2 separate regions of the Sus scrofa genome follow, and region 1 is linked to region 2. A link is a contact called in public promoter capture Hi-C data. All regions are on one chromosome and are shown on one strand. The core of a region is the stretch at or near the end of the contact, and the rest is flanking DNA. Distances in the headings are between cores, read along the strand shown. Region 1 holds the start of PHF13 (PHD finger protein 13). Region 2 holds the start of RPL22 (ribosomal protein L22).

What was found. Promoter capture Hi-C pulls out the DNA fragments that hold promoters and counts their contacts.
Region 1: a contact with region 2 is called in a promoter capture Hi-C map of liver, with 4 times the contacts expected there. The contact joins the promoter of PHF13 here to the promoter of RPL22 in region 2. A contact is called at or near these places in 1 of 5 promoter capture datasets (liver) and 1 of 47 Hi-C or Micro-C datasets (heart right ventricle).

What each region holds. Positions count from the first base shown.
Region 1 is chr6:67,443,328-67,448,022 of Sscrofa11.1, reverse strand. PHF13 (PHD finger protein 13) reads right to left here and starts at 2,063. Exons shown (of 5, transcript XM_021095267.1): 1 at 1,691-2,063. The coding sequence starts at 1,729.
Region 2 is chr6:67,100,694-67,105,036 of Sscrofa11.1, reverse strand. It overlaps RPL22 (ribosomal protein L22), which reads left to right and starts at 2,951. Exons shown (of 4, transcript NM_213987.1): 1 at 2,951-2,982. The coding sequence starts at 2,971.

The sequences.
Region 1 (4,695 bases), core at 814-3,313, 340 kb before region 2:
TCTCTCCTGAAGAAGAGATGAGCTCAAGGAGAAAAAGCTCTGATTTGCTACTAAACAAAACAACTGTGCCTCGCTACGGTTCATGCGCCCAGCGAATTCACTGAGATTTTCTTTAATCATTTTATCACCCATTCCAACCCCACCCTCAGGCGCTAACCTAAGGTCCAGAACCTAGGGGCCCACTCCCCACCAGGGTGCAGGCAGGGGAGGAAGTGAGGGGGGTGGGCTCCTGGGCCCGCCCCACCCGGCCCCGCCGCAGCACCGAGTGCCCAGAGAGCAGCGCGGCCCGCAGGTCTCCTTCCAAGGGCTCCACTTACTTTCTCCCCTCGGTGGTAGCAAACCACCTTCTTCCCACCACCCGCTCGGCCGCCCGGACCCTGGGGCGGGGGGGGGGGGGGGGCAGGTCAGCGGCGCGCCAGACTCCGCGCGGTACCCCTTGCTTCCTGCGCCGAGGAGATCCTGCCCCCACGCCCGGGAAGAAGTGGCCGCCCTCCCTCCCGCCGGGTGGGTGGGAGGACTGCGGCCCTCAAACTCTCGGGGAGAACTTTTATTTCGGCGGGGAACGTATATAAGTGGATCAGCAGCCCAGACCAAGAGTGCAAGGCGGCGGCGCCCTCGGGCCCAGGGCGGGGAACCCGCGCCGCCCCCACCGCGCCCGCCGCCCGCGCCCCGCCGCCTTTAGGAAAAGCAGATGGCGGTGCGGCCCCTTCCCCGCCCTCCCGCGGAAGCCGCCCCCCGCTGACACTCGGCCCCGGAAGGTGCGGGGCCCAGCCAGGGGGGAAGGGGCCGCGCAGAGCCGGCCAGGATTCGGGGACCCAGGCGGGCAGGCCCGCGAGCCCCCGAGGCGGCAGCGCCGCGGGAGAGCGCGCCCGGCGCCGCCTCCCCTCCCCCACCCGCCTGCTGCCGGACCCGCACCCCGGACTCGGCGGGCCTCGGGAGGGGGAGGGGACCGCGGCGGGGGCGCCGGAGGAGGGGGGGGCTCTGGCCGGGAGAACCGAGGGCCGATCCCCGGAAGGAGGGGGAGCCGGGGCGGGGCGAGCAGAGCCCGGGGGCGGGGGCCCCGGAGGGGGAGGCGAGCGCGCCGGGGGTGGGAGCACCGCTCGGGCCCCCGCAAGGGTGGGGACCCCGAAGGACGAGTACTCCCCCCCACACCTCCCCGGCCGGAGGGGGCGGAGGCCGAACGGGAGTTAGGGGGCGGGGCGCGGGCCACAAGGCCCGGGGGATTAGGGGAGAAGGCGGGGGCGCGGGGAGCAGAGTCCCCGTCTGAGGGGGGCCGCGAGCCCCTGCGGGAGGGGGTGGGGGATTCCTCCGAGAAGCGGGAGCGCGGAGCTGCGGGGTCTCGGGCCGAGTCCCCGGGGGCGGGGAAGGGGTAAGCCAGGCCGGCAGGGAGGGGCCGGGGGCGCCGACAGGTCCCCGGGCTACGCGAGGCCGGGGAGGAGTGGGCACGGTACATCGGGGGAAGGGGCGCCGAGAGGACGCGGACGCCCGCGGAAGGGACGCCGAGGAGAAGACCGGCGGGGAAGAGCGGGCGCGGGCCCGAGTGGGGGGCGGGGTTGGGCGCCCGGGGTGGGGGGAGACGAGGGATAGCTGGGGGAGGGGAGAGAGGCGCTCGGCCGGCGAGGGTCCGGCTCCGAGAGCACAAGACGGGGTGAGGGTGGTCGGGGGCTGCCCAGACGCAGCTCTCACTCACCTCCGGGTGGAAAGCGGCGGCGCAGGAGTCGGAGTCCATGTTCAGGGTGGGGGGCGGCGGCCGCGGGAGTGCAGGGGCCGGGATGCGGGCGCCGAGTCGCGGGGGCCGCGCAGGGCGAGGGCGGACCCGGGAGGGGTCGCCCTGACTAGAGATGATGGGGGGCTCGGCGTGTCGCGTCCCAGTCACTGTGCTCTCGGGCAGGCGGCTCCACAGCCGAGCAGAGTTGTTGATGCAGCTCCCCACGACCAACGCGACTGGAGAGGCGGGAGAGTCGCTGCGGGGGGCGGCGGCGGCGGCGGCGGCGAGCGGGAACCCGACCGGCTCCCCGACCTGACGCCCAGTTCGGCTCGTGTCTCGGGAGGGAGGGCGGGAGAGCCGCGAGGCCTTTCGGGAAATGTAGTCTAGAGGCGTACGGAAAGCCGACGGCGAGGGGGCGGGGCGCGGGGGCGGGCGCGGGGCATTGTGGGATTCGTAGTTTCCAGCCCCACGGCTGAGGCACACAAAGGCCACCTCGAGGACTCCAATCCCCACAGAGCTCTGGGGCAACTGCCCGGTCTACGGAGGCGGTGGCTCCGGGACCTGAGGCCGCCGGAACGGGGGAGGTGCGGGGGCTCGCGCCGGCTCGGCGATGGGGGAGGGGTGGCGCGAGAGACAGCGCCTCGGTCTCTGCGGGGGCGAGGGAGGTCAGGGGTCGCCGCGGCGGGTGGGGGCGGCGCTGACGGCCTCGGTCGCGATGGGCGGCAGCGGCTAGCGCCCCCTCTCTTTTCCTTTGGGACTCGGGGTCTGTGCCCCTTTGTGGGGCTGGGGTCACCGCGTCCGGGCGGGGGCGGGGGGTGCTGACGTCGTTGCCGCCCCCCCCCCCCCCCGCGCCTCAGGTCCGCTGAGCGAACTTGTTTTGGCGGCTGCGGGTTTCTGGCCGGTTCCAGCTCGCCCGGGGGTCGGGGACGGCCGGACCGAGGCCGAGCGGGGGTCGGACTGCCTGACTCCCCGTAGGAAGCACCTCGGGTGGTCGGATTACCACCGCATTTTTCAAAAACTATGCCGGTACTACCAGTGTTTGGGAAGATGTTGGCTTTAAATTCCTTTTTTTTTTCTTCTTGCCTAACCTTGGGACCGCTCGTTTTCTCACTTTACCTTGAATTCGTTCCCGAATAGATTCCTCACAGGTTTACGACATTGGGAGGGAGGCGAAAACCTGATAGAGATATTTGGTATTGACGTTGACTTTTTTTAATTGATATTTAATTGAGGAGTTGGCCGTGTTTAAATGCTGGACGCTGGAGTATTTTACGACTTTGGTGTTGAAGATTGATAGACTCTGAACACTTAGTTGAAAATTAAACTGTTTTGATAAAGTGACCGTGCGGAGGCCTGAGGTGCTTGAATGTTTTTCATAACCATTTAAAAGAAAAAAAATACAAACTGCAAATGATTCGATAACGTATTTGGTAGTTTCAAAGACAACTGTTAAAGAGAAATGACATAAATTTTTAAATTCAAGTCATCCTGTGCTAAATCAGAACACTGATTGGAAGAACCCCTAAAAGCTGCGGATAATTCCCAAGGGAGTGACTGCTCCATTGGTTGACTCTTGCTGATTGGTTGGTTAAGAGAATTCTGATGGAAACATTTCGTAGTTAAGAGACTGGATTTATCTTAGAAATACGTCTCCAAGCCTCAATTACTTGAGCTATAAATTGTTTAGCTTGCCCCATAATAGTAGTTTACCCTTGCTACTTTTTAAAAGTTATTTTGGAAGTTCTGATGGTGGCTCAGTGGTAACGAGCCAGACTAACATCCGTGAGGATGCGGGCTCGATCCCTGGCCTCGCTCAGTGGGTTAAGGATCCAGCATTGCCATGATCTGTGGTGCAGGTCACAGATGCAGCTCAAATCCCAAGTTCCTGTGGCTGTGGTGTAGGCCAGCAGCTTTAACTAGGATGTGACCCCTCGCCTAGGAACTTCCATGTGCCGTTAGTGCGGCCCTAAAAAGCAGAAATAAAATACTATTTCAACTAAGCATAGAATTACCTTATGATCCAGCAATCCCATTGCTGGGAATATACCTGGACAAAACTGTAATTCAAAAAGGTACATGTGGGAGTTACTGTCATGGCACAGCAGAAACGAATCTGACTAACATCCATGAGCATACAGGTTTAATACCTGACCTCGGTTAAGGACCCGGTGCTGCTGTGAGCTGTGTTGTAGGTCGAAGGCACAGCTTGGATCTGGTGTTGCTGTGGGTATGGCGTCGGCCAGCGGCTACAGCTCCCGATTCGACCCCTAGCCTGGGAACCTCCATATACCTCGGGTGTGGCCCTAAAAAGAATCATGTACCCCTATTTTCATAGCAGCACTATTCACAATAGCCAGGACATGGAAACAACCTAAATGTCCATCAACAGATGAATGCCTAAAGAAGATGTGGTTAATGTATACACTGGAATACTATTCGGCCATAAAAAAAAAACTAAAAGTCATGCTATTTGCAGCAATGTGAATGTGACTAGAGATTGTCACACTAAGTAAGTCAGAAAAATACCATATGATACCACTTATATGTGCAACCTAAAACACGACACAAATAAACCTATCTACAAAACAGAAACAAACAGAACAGACTTGTGGTCGGTCGCCAAGGGAGAGAGGGAAGGGACTGGGGTGGACTGGGAGCTTGGGGTTAATAGAGGCAGACTATTACATTGAGAATGGATAAATAAGGTGCTGCTATACAGCGCAGGGAACTGGGATAGACCGTGATGGAAAAGAATGCGAAAGAGGGAGTTCCCATTGTGGCGCAGTGGTTAACGAATCCGACTAGGAACCATGAGGTTGCAGGTTTGATCCCTGCCCTTGCTCAGTGGGTTAACGATCCGGCATTGCCATGAGCTGTGGTGTAGGTTGCAGACGCGGCTCGGATGGAGCATTGCTGCAGCTCTGGTGTAGGCCGGTGGCTACAGCTCTGATTAGACCCCTAGCCTGGGAACTTCCATATGCCAAGGG
Region 2 (4,343 bases), core at 1,702-4,201:
AGCCTGGGAACCTCCATGTGCCAAGGCTTTGGCCCTTAAAAGACAAAACAAACAAACAAACAAAAAACTAAACAACAAAAAAACTGGATGATGATGCATTAGTTTCCCCCGGCAAGGCAGTAGGAGGTAGGTGTTTGTTCCTGCTATTCGGACTTACTTAATCCCTCCATTCCTGTCTTCATCTATTTGAGCAGGACTTTACTGGGCATCTGCCATGGGCCATACAGATGGAAGGGGACACACCAGCCAAGGTTAACCAAGTACTCAAATAAACATGTACAATAATGACAGACTGTGTTAAAGGCTCTGAAGAATCAGGAGGATGTGATGGAGGGCAGCTGGGAGGGGGTGGAGCTCGGGACACACCAGACCGCAGGGGTCCAAGCCCCTGGAGGATGAGAAGAAATCATACACAAGGAAAGCCAGGAAGAGTTCAAAGCTGAGGCGACAGAGAGGACGAGGTCCCAGAGGTTGGAATACATTTTGAGGAAAGAAGACCAACGTGGGCGGAGATGAAGGGATGCACGGTGGGGTGAGGCTGAGGGTGGAGAGTGGGGGTAAGGGTGACGAGCTGAGAGTGGGGTCCTGGGGGTGAGGTAGTCAACTTGACCTTCTAGCCTGGAGATGTCAGGAGTCCAGGGAGGGCTGAGGCTGCGCACACAGACGTGGGGAGCCGTATTTAAGGGCATGAGGCTGGGACATGCCAAAGGTCAAGGGCAGATAAAGAAGTCCAGAGAGGAGGAGGGAGCAGCAAGGAGGGGAGAAGGAGCGAGGTGGGAGGAGAGCCTGGCAGCCCTAGGTGGCAAGGTGCTGGGGGCTCAGGGAAGAAAGTCCAGACCCGCCCCCATGCTTAGCAGGGGGACACACCAGTGACCTTGGTAAGGGCTGTCCCGGTGCTGGGGGCAAAAGCCAGACCAGAGAGAGTTCCACAGGAAACAGGATGGAGAAATTGCAGTTGGTGCAGAGGGAACGTCCCAAAAAATTGGTTAAAGAGATTGTTGTAGTTCAGGCTGCTGTAACAAAGACATGGCCAGGCAGCTTAAACAACAGAAATTGCTCACATTTCTGAAGGCTGCAAGTCCACGATCAGGGGGAGGAAGATTTGGCTCCTGCTGAGGGCTCTCTTGCTGGCTTGGAGGTGGCAGCCTTCTCCCAGTATGTCCCCACGACGGGACAGGAGATGGATCTCATGTCTCTTCCTTAAAAAGTCGCCAGCCCCACTCTTCTGACCTCACCTAAACCTAATCACTGCCCAAAGGACTTGCCTGCAAATACCATCACTGCGGGTACTAGGGCTTCAGCTGTGAATTGAGGGGACACAAATATTTATTTAGACTCCATAGCAGAGAGAGCGAAAGGGGGGGTGAAGTGACAAGGAATGTTGGGGGTGACAAATTGTTTTTTTCTGTTTTAAGATGGGAGTTTGTTTTGTTTTCCACCCCAGGGCATGTGGAATTCCCCAGGCCACAGATCAGATCCTAGCCACCAACTCAACCTAAGCCACAGCTGCCACAACACCAGACCCTAACCCACTGTGCCATGCCAGGATAAGCTGGGTCCCGGCGCTCCCAAGATACTGCTGATCCTGTTGCACCACAGCAGGAGCTCCAAGATGGGAGATTGTTTTTATTTATTTAAAATTTTTTTGGGGGGGAGTTGCCATCGTGGCTCAGAGGTTAATGAACGCACCCGACTAGCATCCATGAGGACGAGGTTTGATCCCTGGCCTTGCTCAGTGGGTTAAGGATCCGGCGTTGCTGTGAGCTGTGGTCTAGGTCACAGATGTGGCTTGGATCTGCCGCATCTTAGTGTTGCTGTGGCTCTGGTGTAGGCCAGTGGCTGCAGCTCCCATTCGACCCCTAGCCTGGGAACCTCCATATGCTGTGGGTGCGGCCCTAAAAAAAAAAAAAGAAAAAAAGGTCAATTGGCAGAGCAGGCCTGAGAGTAAACCTAGACTGGTCAGCATGGGGTTTCCTCTCATCATTCTAAGCCAGGATTTGGCCTCTGCTAGGTGACTACATGCAGCTAGGTACTGGCGGGTGTGTGTAACTGAGTGAACAACGCAGGACCCTAGAATGTAACTGGTAAGGACACGAGGGGATGAGAGTGGGTGAAAACAGCCAGTGCGTGGACTGTGGGTCTGGGGATGAAGACCCTTGCCACTCGACTTTGGTCCATGGATCAGCAGCAGCAGCATCTCAGGCTTTGGAGAAATACAGAATCTCAGGCCCCTATGAGATTTGGAGAAATACAGAACCTCAGGCCCATATGATCCATTGTACTGGCATCTGCAATTTATGGAGATTCCCAGGTGATTCAAGTTCAAATGCCACTTTGAGAAATGCTGGCAGAAGAATTTTTGGAACCAGGAAACTGGAAGGCATGAGCTGGAAAGCTAGGAGGTGGTGACTGGAGGGCGGGCAGCTTGAATCTGAGACTGTGGAGAGTGTACCTGACTACAGCAAAAAGGATCAGGGCAGCGAGACAGCCCGGGGAACCACCTTCCAGGTTGGGCACTTTAGGAAGAAGCCAAGTGATCTTGGGCATTGGGACTCCAGGGCCAGAAGGGCCTCACCTCCCCAAGCTAGTAGGTTCGACTCCCACCCCACTAGCTGTTAATTTATGCTTTACTGGATCTCCTTCTTTCCGTTTTCTTCCTAAGACTTTCACAGTAGAGCAAGCCCCTTTATTTCTTTTTGGGCTCATCTAGGCTGGCACCCCCCCTCCTCCGATCCTTCGCAGTGGGACAGGCCACTTCCCTCCCCCCGTAATCCTCCCGGCGGGGGAGAGGACGGGTTTTGCATTCAGGCAAAAATCATCGCTCCCCGAGCGTACGGAACAGGACGAGATGGTGAGGAGCGAGGGGCGTGGCAGAGCGATTGATACGGCCTGAGTCCTGCGTGCTCTGCGCGCTGCGGCTCTTTGCGTCTGCGTGATTCGCTCAACTCCCTTTCTGCCTCTGCTGCCGCCATGGCGCCTGTGGTTAGTATGGCTCCGCGTGAGGCCTTGGCTCTGGGGAAGGCACGTGGGCCTCGCCAGCCTGGCCCCTGCCTGGCTCGCGCCGGCCGGCGCTCTGCAGCGTCCTGCCGGGGCCGGGCCGGCACATCTGCTGGAGCGGGCCGGCGCGGCCGAGGGGTCCCGCACGTTGTGGGCGGAGAAGGCCGCGGCCCGAGGCCCGAGAGGGAGTCCCGGGGCTCCGGGAGATCGCGGCTTGGGCCCCTACCTGCGGCCCGTGGGAAGCTGGGGGTCCGAGGCTGTAGCCTGGGCCGGTCAGCGGTCTTTGGAGTGCGGCCGGCGTGAGGCAGCCAAGGCCTAGGCCTCGTTACCTGGGCTGAAGGCGGGGAAGGAGGGGACCTGCCACCCCCGGCGACCGCGCATCCGGGAAGCCTACAGCCAGGACTCGGGGGCAGGTGGGAGGGTACGGGTCTGGCGGGCCTGTTTTCGGAAAGAGGCTCGGGGCAGGGGACCTCTAGCGTCTCCGGAGGAAGTTAGGTTTTAGGGCGCAGCTCTGTAGACCCTTTTTCGTGTCAGGCGAGGGCCCCGTTCCATTCTCTCTTCGGCTGGGACCGGCTCGTGCGGCGCTCTCATGTCACTCCGGCCGCAGGTCGTTCTCCCAGGTGACTGGGAGAAAGTTTCTCTCTCCTCCTTTGTTGGGACACCTTTGTTAATATTTTCGGCTCACCTCTATCATTCTGCCTGGATGGGCTTTTTGACGCTTTTAGGCGTTTTAAGCTTTAGGTGGAAAACTCGTGAGGGGTATCCAGCCCACTGCGGCCAGGTCGTGTGCCTGCTGATTGTATATTTCCGGGGTTGCGTTTAAGACTGCCCTCTTGATATTAGGAAGACAGATGCTAGAGAAAATAAGTGTTTTTTGGAAGGGAGCTCCGTGTTTGAAAAACGGACCCCGTTGACAAGTTTTCAGTGAAGTTCTTTCAAACAGGAAGGGAGTTAAGATGTGTTCTTGGAAAGGCCTTTTTAGATTCTGAAATGGTTTTTAAAGTGTAAGTACAGAGGCTTCCTTAGATGGTGTTGGAGTTTGTAGAGGGACCAGGTTAATATAAGCTGCTTTGTGAGTATGAAAGGATCTGGAACCTTGGTAGAATGTGCTTACCCGTGGTTTGGAAGGCTCATTCACAGATCAAACTAGTCAAAAGGCCAGAAATTGTTGACCATAGTGTTGTAATTAGAGCCCAAGGGGTAGCTTTACCCTCGTCCTGACTGGGGAAGATGCACTGCTAAGCTGTGTGGATCTGGCTGCTGATTCTGAGAAGGTGGATGCGGCAGGGTTAAGGGCATCAGGACTCTAGTCTGGAGAGTTAGGGCAAGGACTGATTCAAATTAAA